Linked DNA regions of Rattus norvegicus: regions 1, 2 and 4 are each linked to region 3. Evidence: chromatin contacts called from public Hi-C data. All regions are on one chromosome and are shown on one strand. Each heading gives the region's core, a stretch centred on a gene start, on an enhancer-like site or on the middle of the called end of the contact. The rest is flanking DNA. Distances are from core to core; before and after follow the strand shown. Region 1 holds the start of Lysmd4 (LysM domain containing 4). Region 2 overlaps Lrrc28 (leucine rich repeat containing 28). Region 3 holds the start of Mef2a (myocyte enhancer factor 2a). Region 4 overlaps Lrrc28 (leucine rich repeat containing 28).

Region 1 (3,129 bases), core at 5-2,504, 140 kb after region 3:
CATGGTGCCCGTTCCTGGCGGTTGGCTGCTGTTCTTCTGGCGTTCCTTGCCCCGGGGTCGTAACACCACCTGATGTGACTCTTCCTCGGAGGAGTCCCCGGAGTCCCCGCTGCCATTCTTGAACATGTAAACATGACTGTTTGGAGTCCTACAGACAACAGCTGGGCCTTGGAAGGTCTTGGCTAACACTTCCTTCTGCCTCATTTCTTTTCTTAACTGAAAATCAAACCTGGAGTTAATGCCACACAAATGTTATTCATTCTCCTCTGGCTTCCTAAAGAGAATTAGTAATCTCATTAGTAATTTCCTAATATTGCTAATATCCAATAAACAGCATCAGGACGGAAGGATAACATCCACACACCTGTCCACCTGATACTGAGGCAGAACAAGACCACACGTTTCCTAACTGCTTTCTATGTGCAAAAAAAGATTGCCTACTCTTCTTCCCCACCCGCTGCTGTCCTTCCCCTGGCACACACAAGAAGCCACTTATGTCTCAGCATTTGAGAGGTGAGCACTGTTCTCAGCTCCCTGACACTGAGAATCTTACATTCAGAACCTTTGGACAAAAACCTCGTTAGGCATCCCAAGGTATCTTCAGGGGGAAAGGCCACTACCAAGGACAGATGCTGAGAACAACCATAACTCTCTTATTTTGACCCTGGCTGACTTGACCTAAGAGGCAAAGCAATGGAAAAACCTATCAAATTTCAATTTGCCCATTTCTTACGATCACTCTGGACCCATTTCACCCCATGGTCCCCTTATTGTCACCTAGAGTCAAACGCCAGAGACACAACTAACCTTTTCATTTCCAAGTGGCTGGAATGGGACTCCAGGCATTCCTGGCGGTCCCTTCTGAGTGGCCCTTTAAGGGAACAGCCAACCTCAGCGCATCTCCCTCTGGTCTCAAATTCTGTGCCCCTGTCACCGGACGGCCAGAAGAGGTTTCAGTTTCCTTCCAATGACAGGTGGGCTGTCTTTAAGCAGAGGACAAAACAAATTTGTGATGTCCCCGCCCCTGGGCCTAAACAGGCCAGGACCCAACTTTCCAAAGACTAGACATCCTGCCACTCCCGCGAGCCGGCACCAGCCCTCCGTGGACACAGGCACTGGCCCTGGAGTGGCAGCCCCCACCGAGCCCACGGTGACAAGCGACCCCTGGCCCCCCAAGTCAACCCAGCAGACCCCGCTCCAAGTTCGGGTACCTCGCTCCCAGGCTCCACCGCCACCGCGCCCGCCGATTGGCTGCGAAAAGCAGATCTTCCGGGGGCGGGGACTAAGAGCCAACCAATTGACTTCAAGAGGAGGGCGGGCCCTGACAGAGTCCGGAGGTGCTGAGAGGTCAGAATGCGCCCTGCTCAAGGGGCGGGCCCTGATGGGCGGGGCTCCAGCGTGGACTTTGGACCTTTGCTCTGTGGGTTCGTCCCAGCTGTGCCCAGTTTCCCCTTCTGAGCCAGGTGTGAAACTTGGCCTCCTTCAGGGTGGCCACGGCTTTCTGCTAAGCCTCGGTCTTCTTCCTGGCAGGAGAGACCTTTGACCCATGTGTATCCTGATCCGTGGCTAGGAAGTACCCAGTACGGCGGCGCGCCACTCGGGAGGCCTGTTCCAGGTAGCCTGAATCTTCGACCCAGTATCTTTTGAGGGGCCGAATGGTTGCCATCCCCTGCTCGGAGATAAACAAAAGTCCAGGGATGTAAAATATTGTCATGATCAGAATCGGATAAATGAGAATATGTATCATCATCTGACTAGTCAGAGTCCCAGCTATTTGGAAAAGGGAGGAGAACCTGTGGCATTGTTTTGTAACAAAGACTAAAATCCTTAATGGAGTAAGACTCAGCCAATGAATAAGGAAGAAACTTAAGTGACATGGGCCGGCAATACACCAAAGTATGCAGATGACTGGCAGCTGAACCAAGGTGTTAAGCCTCTCTGGGAATCAACATTAAAACAAGAGCTCAGAAATTCTTCCTATGGTTTAGAATAAAACTAAGAATCTTTCTCTAAATGTCTAAGGCCAAAAAGGCACCGGGTCATGGTCCTCTCTGCCATCCACAGGACTCTTCTTTCTGGCTTTAAACATCTGCTGTTTGTTTACCTTGCCACCCAACCCAGGAGGCTAGCTGGCTTTGCTAATATACCCAACAGTCCCCTCAGACACACATTCACATCTTCCCCACGGACATATTTGTGGTTTGTGACATTTTACAGGCTTGGATGAAGCTGCCTGAGAAGTATGAGAGATATGTCTCATCTAGCAAAGTGGTCCGGGGCCCAGCCCCAATAATTGGCCTACTGCTCTGATCCCAAGCCAGTGGAGACTGACCCCATCAGCAGAGGTGTCCACTCAGATATCTTCCAACCCTTGTCAAACATGTCTCCTCCCATGTACAGTCTTCTCCTGGGATAGAGGATGCAAGGTAGCAGGGGCCAACTATTTAGCTTTCTTGTTCCAACTTCAGGGCTCAGCAGAACTGCCACGGAATTTCAAAAGCTTCGTCTTTTCCTTTTGTAGAGAGAACTTTAAGAGACACAGGGGAATTGCCCCAAGGCACACAGCAGGTAGCAGTAGGCACAAGTTGTGCCAGGATAGAAGCAGAGTCTAAAGCCAGTTGCACTTTCACCAACTATGACTCTGACCCCAGTCCCTAAGCCTTCCGGCCTTTGTCCCCTTCTGTGTTATTACCCAATGCCTGAGATGGCTATCCAGTCCTGCCTGGAGCAATCCCAGAGCATGCCTGTTGTCACAGCACAACAATTAGTAAAGCCACTGTCCTTCTCTTAGGGTCTTGGACATGCTAACACTTCTAAGTGTGGCAATTCGCTCATGGTCTGTGTACACACTCCTCATGAAGCCCAGCAGAAATGGCTAGTTCTTCACAGAGGCCCATGTGGCTGTCAGTAACCAAGGCAACCATGACCAATCAGCCAAGATGGTCAGGGACAGTGATGTGTCCTCTAGTGACTCAGGAAAATCTAGTGGCTCCCGGGACACAGCCTTCCTCCCATAAAGGGAAGAGAATGAAAGTCTCTGGTTTTCACTTGTTGACAAGTCATGTTGGAAATAAAACTCTTGCCCAGTGTGGTGGCACACACCTTTGATCCTAGCACTTGGGGAGGCAG
Region 2 (2,852 bases), core at 209-2,708, 180 kb before region 3:
ATGTGGACTGCATATGCCAGAACCCTGAAGGTGATAGAAAGGAGAACTGAGGTTTATGGAGGACTCCAAGCCTTTGCTGATTTCTGAGCACCACCCTTTGATCTGTGAGGCTGTAAAAGGAGGAACAACTTGAGGTGTGGTACAGTTCCTTTGAAAGTAACCTGAAGCCGGTGATGACGCATGCATTAATCCAAGCATTCAAGAGGCAGAAGCAGGCAAATTTCTGTGAGTTTCAGGCCAGCCTGGCCTGCAGTTCTGTTCCAGGACAGCCAGGGCTACAACCAGGAAACCCTGTCTCCAGAAAACAAAGGAAACAGCCACCTGGACGGTCATTGGCAGCTTCAGAACCTGAACAGGCAGTCCGGCAGCTCTGTGTTTTGTAAGCTTCACACGCTGCACCTTTCTGCAAGGCTCTTTCATTGGTAATTGTTTCTGTGTATGTGTTTGCTTTTAGTTTTTTGAGACATGGTCTTTTTACATGTCCCTGGCTGTCCAAGAACTCACTGTGTTGACCATTCTGGCCTTAAACTCAGAGATTCACCTGCCTCTGCTTCCCGAGTACAAGAAGTTTTTTTTTTTTTTTAATGTTCTTTCATCTTTATTTAGCATACAGTATTGGTAAAATAATATAAGTAAATAATATTAATAAAAAGAAAATAAACCTTTATTGACTGGTAAGTAAGTAGTCTCTTTAAAGTCTATCATTTAGTGAAGATTTTCTGTATTAAGAATGTAAGGTCCAGGGACCAGAGTGACAGTACAATAGTTTAAAGTATTTACTGCTCTTGCGGAGGACCTGGGTTCAATTCCCAGCACCCACATGATGGTTCATAACCAACTGTAACTTATAAACTTATGCCCAGGGAAGCCAGTGCCTTCTTCTGATCTCCATAAGAACAGCCAAGGGCTGGGGATTTAGCTCAGTGGTAGAGCGCTTACCTAGGAAGCGCAAGGCCCTGGGTTCAGTCCCCAGCTCCTAAAAAAAAATGAACCAAAAAAAAAAAAAAAAAAAGAACAGCCATAATGTGGTACAAATGCACACATAAACCTCATACACATAAATGATCTAAATAAGAAACAACATTATATATGTAGTGTTATTTCTATGTTCATATAATACACATAACACACACACATATATCTATATAATGTAAAAACCAAGCTAAGCATAGGGGCTCATGACTATAATCCTAGCAATTGAGGGGCTGAAGCAGGAGCATTGTCATGACTTTGCCACCAGCCTGAGCTGCTCAATAAGTTTCAGGTTAGTCTTGGTAAAACAATATAAAAACAGTCTCAAAGCTTTTCCATGCAGCAGATACTGGTACTTTGGCCTCCTTTATTTAAAATGCTAGTCCTCTGGGCTTGGGAGTCTTGGCAGCAGACTGTATTCTGGCCAGCCAAGAGCATGCTTTCCTGAGCAGTCAGAGCACAGCTCTCAGCTGGGACCTTGCCAAGCATGAAGCTGTCTCACCCTCGCCAGCAGGCTGTGCTGTGTCAGCTAACACGGCTAGCTAGCTGCCTGGCTCTCTTCAGGATCTACACTCCTTTTCTGGTCTCTTTACATTCAGAAGAGGGAGGAAAATGACCAGGATTTGCTGAGCACCAGTTACTGTGCACTCAAGCTTGGCACCATATGCACCAATTTCATGGGATCACAAATGTGTGAGCCATGACATTATCAACCTTATCGTACTGCAAAGGAAGAGACTCTGAATCAGGAACCAGTTACCAGGTGGGAAGCCAGGATCCAGTCTCAGTTCCGACTACAAACACACTAAGAGCATGTCATTGCTCGCTCGCTCGCCCTCACTCTCCCTCGCTCTCCCTCTCTTTCCTTCTCTTCCCCTCTCTCCTTCTCTTCCCCCTCTCTCTCGCTCTCTCCCCCTTCTCTCCCTCTCTCTCCTTCTCTCCCCCCTCCCTCTCTCCCTCTCTTCCCTCCCTCCTCAGGTTGTGCTACTTGGAAATATTAAGTGGCATTAATATGTAATAGGCTTTAACACAGTCGTACTAGTTCTGGTTCAGCTATATCACAAGATAGTATATACTTTTAGGGCATATGTAATGAATTAGAAGGTGCTCAGGGTGCCAGCCAGATCCTCTAAGATAAAGTGTAACCAAATAGTATTTCTAAGTCATTAACTAGTCATCTTTCCCCATAAAGCAAGGAGAGAAGGCTTGCAAGAAGTAGCAAGTGTCAGTGTGTATTTAACTTTGTGGTGTGATGTCTGCATGCCACCTCATCTAATTTGCACAGAGGCTTTTGTGGTATATCAGCAGAGAGGTGCTTCCTCTGTCATGTCCCATTCTGTGTCCTTGGCTTGAGGGGAAGAATCATCATCTCCAGAGGCTATAGCCTCCAACTCGTTCTGTGCAATTAAAGTATGGAAAAGGTTGGTACCCTTGCTGCATGCCAAAGAAAGCTCTCTGCTAATTGGCCACACTTGCCAATGTGTCACTTACTAATAATGGTGAGAATGCATAATACCTGTCATATACCAGAGAAGGCTCTGTCCCAAGAACCCTGCTTCACACATTTATAAACCTAGCCATTCTTCCCAGACTTAGGGGTAGGTTTATGTGCACCAGTACACAGGCCCTAGGGCCACATGTCTAGTATGTGGAAGCAGGACAATGAAGGTTCAACCCCAAGCTGTCTGCCTCTAATCTCTACTCTCCTTTCCTAATTGTTAGTTTGCTCCGTGCTTCACTGTCGCTCTAGTGTGAGCCAGGAGTCTTTTCTTAGACTTCCTTGAGACTTTGGGGGCTCAGAAAGGCAAATCTGAGACTAGAGACCATTTATCATTTTGATGTTGTGGTGTTTTATAGTCTTGGCTGCCCTGGAACTTGCT
Region 3 (2,970 bases), core at 366-2,865:
CATTTCCACATACCTTGCTGCTTTACACCAGATTTAGTGTTTTAAAATCCTCCCTGCAGTCCGGGCACAGGCCTTTTTCTTTCAAAGGGCCTGACAGGCTAGAGGGGAAGATAACAGCCCCCTGCCATCCGCCTCCACCAAACTCCCCTTTAACACTGAAGCGAGGCTCTGAGCAGAAGCTCTGGGCTTATTTTCCAGTGTCTGGTATCTGGTATCTCTGTACTGCCTTTGTGTCAGACTCTCCCCAGCACATTGCCTTGTTGTCCTTGAGGGAGGAAGCCAGCGAGCCTCTAGCTTCCTTTGTAACTTCCCAGTTCCTCTGCCCACAGCCTCTGTACATCTGCTCACCCACCCCAAAGACTTGTTTTAAAGTCCTAAACACAGGATTGAGTCTCTCATTTTCGAATGAAAACATACATTTGGGTTTGTGTCCATTATATGGGTACAAACAATTGAATTCTAAGGACCTCTACAAAGGTAGCAACTTTTGGGGTGAGGATCAGCAGAGACTCACCCTAAGAAGCCCTCACTGGACAAAAATCAGTAACTTAACTAAACACAAGTGCTGTCTCAAGAACATCTTTTCCCCTTAGAAAAATCAGTTTGTTGAGCTGTTAGGAGTTCACATCCTCATTGCCCTTCTCTGACGCTGTGTAGCCCTGCCTGGTCAGTGTGGTTTTTACTTTTTCCGTTCTTATCTGTCAAATGGGAACAGAAAGTGAGGTGAACTTCACTGGGATGTGAGGATTGAGTGAGATACAGTTTACTGCAAAGCCATACTAGCTAGTATTAATAGCCCAAATAGGCAGGTTGCCTCATTCTCAAGGTGTCTTTGCTTTCCAAGCCTCTGCTGGGATTGAGTGGCCAGGGACAGGGTCCAACTGCTTGGCCCAGCAGCTGTCCAGGCCCGGACACAGGTGTGGCCCTGACCACAGTGAGGGCGTGGCGAGCCTAGGTCTGGGCAGGCCCAGCGCTCACGAGGGCGGGGAGCTGGCCTCGGTCCCGAGCACGGCTAAGGGCGTCTGGGCCGTCCCGCGGTGTCGGGCCCCCGCTGTGGTCGCGGACCTAGCGCGGGGACCGGTCACGCGCCGCGTCACCGGAGCCGTGGGCCGGAGCTGGTCCAGGAGGCGGCGGGGGCGCAACACCGCCGGCCCGCCACGCCCAGGCCCTCATCAAGTGACCAGTCTCCCTTCCAGGAGAACACGGTCCTTCAGAGGGAAGCGCGCTCCAGGCTGCAGCCCCGGCGCCAAGCCGCCGTCATCTCCTTCCTGTGCCGGGTGATCTGTCGCCTCACCCACCCGGAAAAACATAGTCCGCCCCTCATGTCCTTGTGGAATAGCGCTAGCTGTTCAGAAGGCGCGGCTCTCTCTGACTGTTCCCTTGTCTTGCCCATGACAAACCCTTCAGGACCCACCGAGAGCAGAAATATACCCTAAAAGGAGAGCTCGAGAGAGAAGAAAGAGAGGAAGCCGAGAGGAAGGGAGAGGCGAGGCCGGCGGAGGGACACCAAGACGTCCTCGCAGTGCGCACGCGCACCGCGAAGAACGAGTTCCGGTCTGGCCGAGGCCTGACTCCTAAAAATAGCCCCGGTGTGGGGATCCGTGCGCGGATGTCCCGGCGAGTCCCGGGCTGAAGGAGGCGGCTCCGGGCGGCGCGGAGTGCTGTGGCGGGCCGGGCCGGGGCTGCGGCGTATGCGCGCCCGCCGGCTGTAGCGGAGACTCGGTGAGAGGCCGCGGGTGGCGGAGATGTGGCGGCGGCTGGGAAGGGGGTCGGGCCGTGCTGGGAGCGGGGGGACGCTGCAACGGAGAGGGGGGGCGGCGAGGCCGAGGAGGGGTACCCGCGGGGCTCCTGGGACCGGGGAGAGGCTGGGCGCCGGGCGGCGGGGCCCTCGGGAAAACGGAGGGGCGCGGCCCCGTGCTGTGGGGGCGGGGTGCCTCGGGGCGAGCCCGGGGGGCGGCGGGCGCGGCGGCGGGGGCCCGCCGGAGCCGTCGTGAGTCTCCTCCCTGGGCGCGCCACCTCTGGGGCCCCCCGCCGCGCCGCCCCGCTCCTCCCTGAAAGTTGACGGAGTTCCCAGGGGGCTGCGGAGCCACTCGGTCCGTTCCTCCAGCATCGCGAACCTCGGGGTCTCCCCGTTCGGTAGACAGTCAGTACGGGGGGCGTCCGGCCCTGTGGTCGCACTTAAAGTTCCCCCGCTTCTGCTTCGTGGGGAAGGTTGGTTCGCTGGGGCGGGAGGTAGGGGTCTGAACTCTGCCGCGGTGATGTCGGTGGTAGGGTGTGTGTCCGGGGCTGGCCCGGGCGGTGGCCGGGTTCGAGCACCTGCGGGTGCGGGGAAAGAGGACTAGGGGCTGCTGAAGGGACCCGCTCCTTGCAATTGGGTAGATCCCGCCGCACAGGGGGCGCAGGGTGTGATGGAAACTTTGCTTTTGGGTTCGATGTCATCTGTTTTTTGGACAGTTGAGGATTAAAGATCTGTGATATTGCAGGCAAGTTTGGGAAAGGTGAGCATTTCTGAATTAGCATTTCCTCCCTCTCCCTGGGAAAGTTTAACTATCAAATTCTTGCTCGCTCGGATCTTAAATAGGTCCCTGAGCTCTGAAGCTCCTGTCATCGTGATCCAGAAGGGAACTGAGTGTAGACTGAATACACCATCGTCTTAACCTGTGTGTTAGTTTACTGTGAAATTGGGATTCCAGAAATTGAAATTAGAAAGACCTGCTGTGAACTGTTGACAACTGTATACATATTTTAAAAACTAATATTGTATAACAGTTTTCAGATTTGTAGCGCAGCACATTGTGTTTCTTTTATGTCTTTCTTGTAACATCCACTACTGTATGACAGTGAGGTTCCCTAAAGCAGTAATTAGGTGTATATTACACAAGAGTACTTTCCCTTTAAGAATCCAGCTGCGTTGTTTTGGCAACTGCTAAGTAGTCTAGTTGTCAGTTTTAAAATCTATGTTACCTTGGC
Region 4 (2,947 bases), core at 114-2,613, 240 kb before region 3:
GCCACCGTGCTCCTGTGGTCACATAACTGTGAGGGTGCAGTAAAGACAGTGGGGTGCTCTGGTAGACTTGTCACCCAGTTATTAAAGGGGCTTGCTGCCTGTGCCAAGTGGATTCTCATTTGGTTGTGTCCTAAAATTATTGGTGGAATTGGGATTGTGTTGTACTTAGTGCACAGATGGATGGCCTTTTGGAGACTCGGATAGTTCCAATGTGTAGTTAGGGTCAGGAACACTGTAGGGCTATCTAGCATCTTTATTATAGTGTAGACACAGTAGTGTATTGAAATGTGATGCTAAGTCTCAGTTATAGTAGTGGGTACTCCAGTACATATTTTGGCTTGAACATTTTCGTAGGTAGAACTCCAGACAAGTATTTTATTGAAGTAGTTTTTAAAACTCAGCTCTGCTTCTATTTTTATGTGGTGGCATCTGGTTTTTCTGTACAGTAAATACATATTTACATACTGTAGCGAGTGTGCCCGCACATTTCTTTACGGTCTTTTGGCACAAATGACCTTTAACAAGAATGCATCCCAAAGTATTGAGTAATGTGTAATCAATTCATATATACAAAGTAAAAAATGACGTCTGTTTTTAGAGTGTACACTTGGTTAAATTGTATCACATGGTTATCAAGCGAAGGCTTGCTGCCTGGCAAACACAGAAGCCAGTACTAGGCATCCATTTTTGACAGAAGAGAAGGTTTTTTGCTTGACTGACTGGCTCTAGGCTCAGTCTCTCTTTGGTCAGTTAGTAGCGATGTTGGAACAGGGAAGGAAGGAGAGAAATGCTTGTTGGCCAAATGGCATAGCAGGGGTGCTTGTCTCTCTCCTCTGTGGACTTTATTGTGTTCTCCTGAGGATTCTGAGCATGTGAGCTGGTCAGACAACCTGGTCACTTCTCTTCACAGCAACTTTTGAAAAACTAGTTTCAAGCCTTAGAATCATTAGTGAAAAGCCCTTAGGTATTGGGAGGAAAAGTTCTTACATCGAATGTGTCTGTCTTAGCTGATTTCAAAGCTCACAGGCTAACATCCTCTGCAAAACTGGTTTAATTTGGCATAGAAAAGGCTTCACAAATTTGTTGCTTTTATCATTCTGTACTTACTGACATTTTATCATTCACAAAATGTAATCAAAATGCAAAAGAAAATTTCTCAGTTATATTTTAAATACTTTGGGGATTTGTTTTTAACTTATAATAAATTGACTGGTTTGAAAACCAAGTGTTCTAAAATGGGGTTATCTTGCCTCACAAGAAAATAAGTTTTATTACTGATTTTATTTTTACTGTCTGATCTCTGGCAGTCATGACATTTGGCTCTGAAGACCTGGTTTCAGTGGTACCTGGAGTGCCCACCAGAGTGTGCCAGAGATGCTTCAGTGGGGAAGGGTTAATGACTTAGACTAGCCTGGACTTGCAGGTCTTTTTAAAGATGTCTGTTGCTGAGACGGCAAATGTCTGTGCCTCGTTGGCATCTGAGTGTATCTACGGACACATTAGTAAACATTTAATCTCTATTCTTGGGTTACAGTAAACACGCCTACTAGAGAGATCTTTAAGAGTTTTTTCTTTTTAAAGATGATTTTGTCTGAGTATTTTCCCTGCAAGTATGTATGTACTATGTGCATACCTAGCCTGTGTAGTGAAGAAAAGGGTGTTTTGTTCCCTGGAACTGGGATTATGGATGGCGAGGCGCCACCAAGTGGGTGCTGAGACTCTGAAAGAACAAGTGCTCTTAATGGCTGCCTGAGCCCTAGAACTATCTTTATTGCACTTTTACCCTTTAGAAACTAAAACTGATATCTCCTTTTACACAATAGGTATTGATTTTTTCTTTACACAGGAAATGTATTCCTGAAAACCTAAATAATTTAAATGAACTAGTAATTTTTTTAAAGATTTATTTATTTACTATGTGTACAGTGTTCTGCCTACATGTATGCCTACACACAAAAAGAGGGCCCTAAATCTAATTAAAGATGGTTATGAGACATTACATAGTTGCTGGGAATTGAACTGGGGACCTCTGGAAAAGCAACCTGTGCTCTTAACCTCCGAGCCCAACTCTCCAGCCTGTAGAATTAGTAATTTCTTAATGAGGTTAAATATCATATGATTTTTATATATTAATGATTTTAAAATGACTAAATCAGAAGATAAGATTTAATATTCGTGATTCAGCATATTACTCTCAAAGTATTAGCTATTATGTCTGTGAGTTTTGTGTTAACATTGAGGTATGAAAGGAACTTCTGCCTATATTTTGATGAGTTTTCAAACAGCTTGTATTAGCTGATTATCTGGCAAACAATAACAGCAGCAACTTTCCCTCCTTGTGCCACAGGTACCTTCACTCGAATAACATAGTTGTGGTTCCAGAAGGTAAGCACACTGCTACTTCTTAGTTTGGAAACAGTGTCATTTATATTTTGCTTTATGAGTAGATGAGCCCTGACCCTGTTGCATCTATAGCTCCTTATACCTAGTTTGGTTGGCGAGTTAGGGAATTTTAATTTAAAGGACTTTCAGTTTATGTACTTTAAAATGTGAATGCAGTTAAGAAAGAGGAAATGGAGAAGTCCAAAATGGCCAGGAAAATTATTAGACAAACTGCTCTTGGGAAGCAGTAAGATAAGTACTAAGTGCACTAACTAGGAATTGAGTTACATAGAAAATAATATATTCTTTGACATTTTTGTGGGGGGGGGTGGGGAGGGAGTGTGTGGGGAGAGGGTGGCAGAGGACTGCAGAGGACTACTTTGTAACATGTTCCTCAGATGTCTTTTGAGGGAAATCTCCCCTTGGTCTGGAACACACCCCACCAGCCCCTGGACCCTGCCTCTGTGTCTCTAGCTCTGTGTTACAAGCATGTTCTGCTAGAGCTTTTTAAACCTGGGGTTCTGGGGACTGAGCTCAGGTCTCCTTGCTGGCAAGACAAGCACTT

The links. Hi-C and Micro-C count contacts between places; a contact is called where the count stands out from the background.
Region 1: a Hi-C map of liver shows a contact between it and region 3, with 4 times the contacts expected there. The contact joins the promoter of Lysmd4 here to the promoter of Mef2a in region 3. A contact is called at or near these places in 2 of 12 Hi-C or Micro-C datasets (frontal cortex and liver).
Region 2: a contact with region 3 is called in a Hi-C map of kidney, with 2.5 times the contacts expected there. The contact joins the enhancer-like site here to the promoter of Mef2a in region 3. A contact is called at or near these places in 10 of 12 Hi-C or Micro-C datasets (the A7r5 cell line, the Rat2 cell line, Schwann cells and 5 more) and 1 of 1 datasets of contacts at active chromatin or transcription factors (oligodendrocytes).
Region 4: a Hi-C map of the A7r5 cell line shows a contact between it and region 3, with 4 times the contacts expected there. The contact joins the enhancer-like site here to the promoter of Mef2a in region 3. A contact is called at or near these places in 5 of 12 Hi-C or Micro-C datasets (the A7r5 cell line, the Rat2 cell line, frontal cortex and 2 more) and 1 of 1 datasets of contacts at active chromatin or transcription factors (oligodendrocytes).

Annotation. Positions count from the first base shown.
Region 1 is chr1:130,247,604-130,250,732 of GRCr8, reverse strand. It overlaps Lysmd4 (LysM domain containing 4), which reads right to left and starts at 1,254. Exons shown (of 3, transcript NM_001401374.1): 1 at 808-1,254; 2 at 1-216. The coding sequence starts at 846. LOC134483669 (a long non-coding RNA gene) reads left to right here and starts at 1,497. Exons shown (of 2, transcript XR_010060541.1): 1 at 1,497-1,636; 2 at 1,841-3,129.
Region 2 is chr1:130,568,112-130,570,963 of GRCr8, reverse strand. All of the region lies in intron 6 of Lrrc28 (leucine rich repeat containing 28), which reads left to right. Among named protein-coding and RNA genes, the nearest start is that of Lrrc28, 86 kb to the left of the region's middle. Within about 2 kb of position 1,458, at least 15 of the 93 cell types and tissues checked have an H3K27ac peak or open chromatin away from gene starts, as enhancers often do. A contact at or near this core is called in kidney, where this site is marked.
Region 3 is chr1:130,390,807-130,393,776 of GRCr8, reverse strand. Mef2a (myocyte enhancer factor 2a) reads left to right here and starts at 1,615. Exons shown (of 11, transcript NM_001014035.2): 1 at 1,615-1,722.
Region 4 is chr1:130,627,792-130,630,738 of GRCr8, reverse strand. It overlaps Lrrc28 (leucine rich repeat containing 28), which reads left to right. Exons shown (of 10, transcript NM_001108486.1): 4 at 2,348-2,385. Among named protein-coding and RNA genes, the nearest start is that of Lrrc28, 27 kb to the left of the region's middle. Within about 2 kb of position 1,363, at least 5 of the 93 cell types and tissues checked have an H3K27ac peak or open chromatin away from gene starts, as enhancers often do. A contact at or near this core is called in the A7r5 cell line, where this site is marked.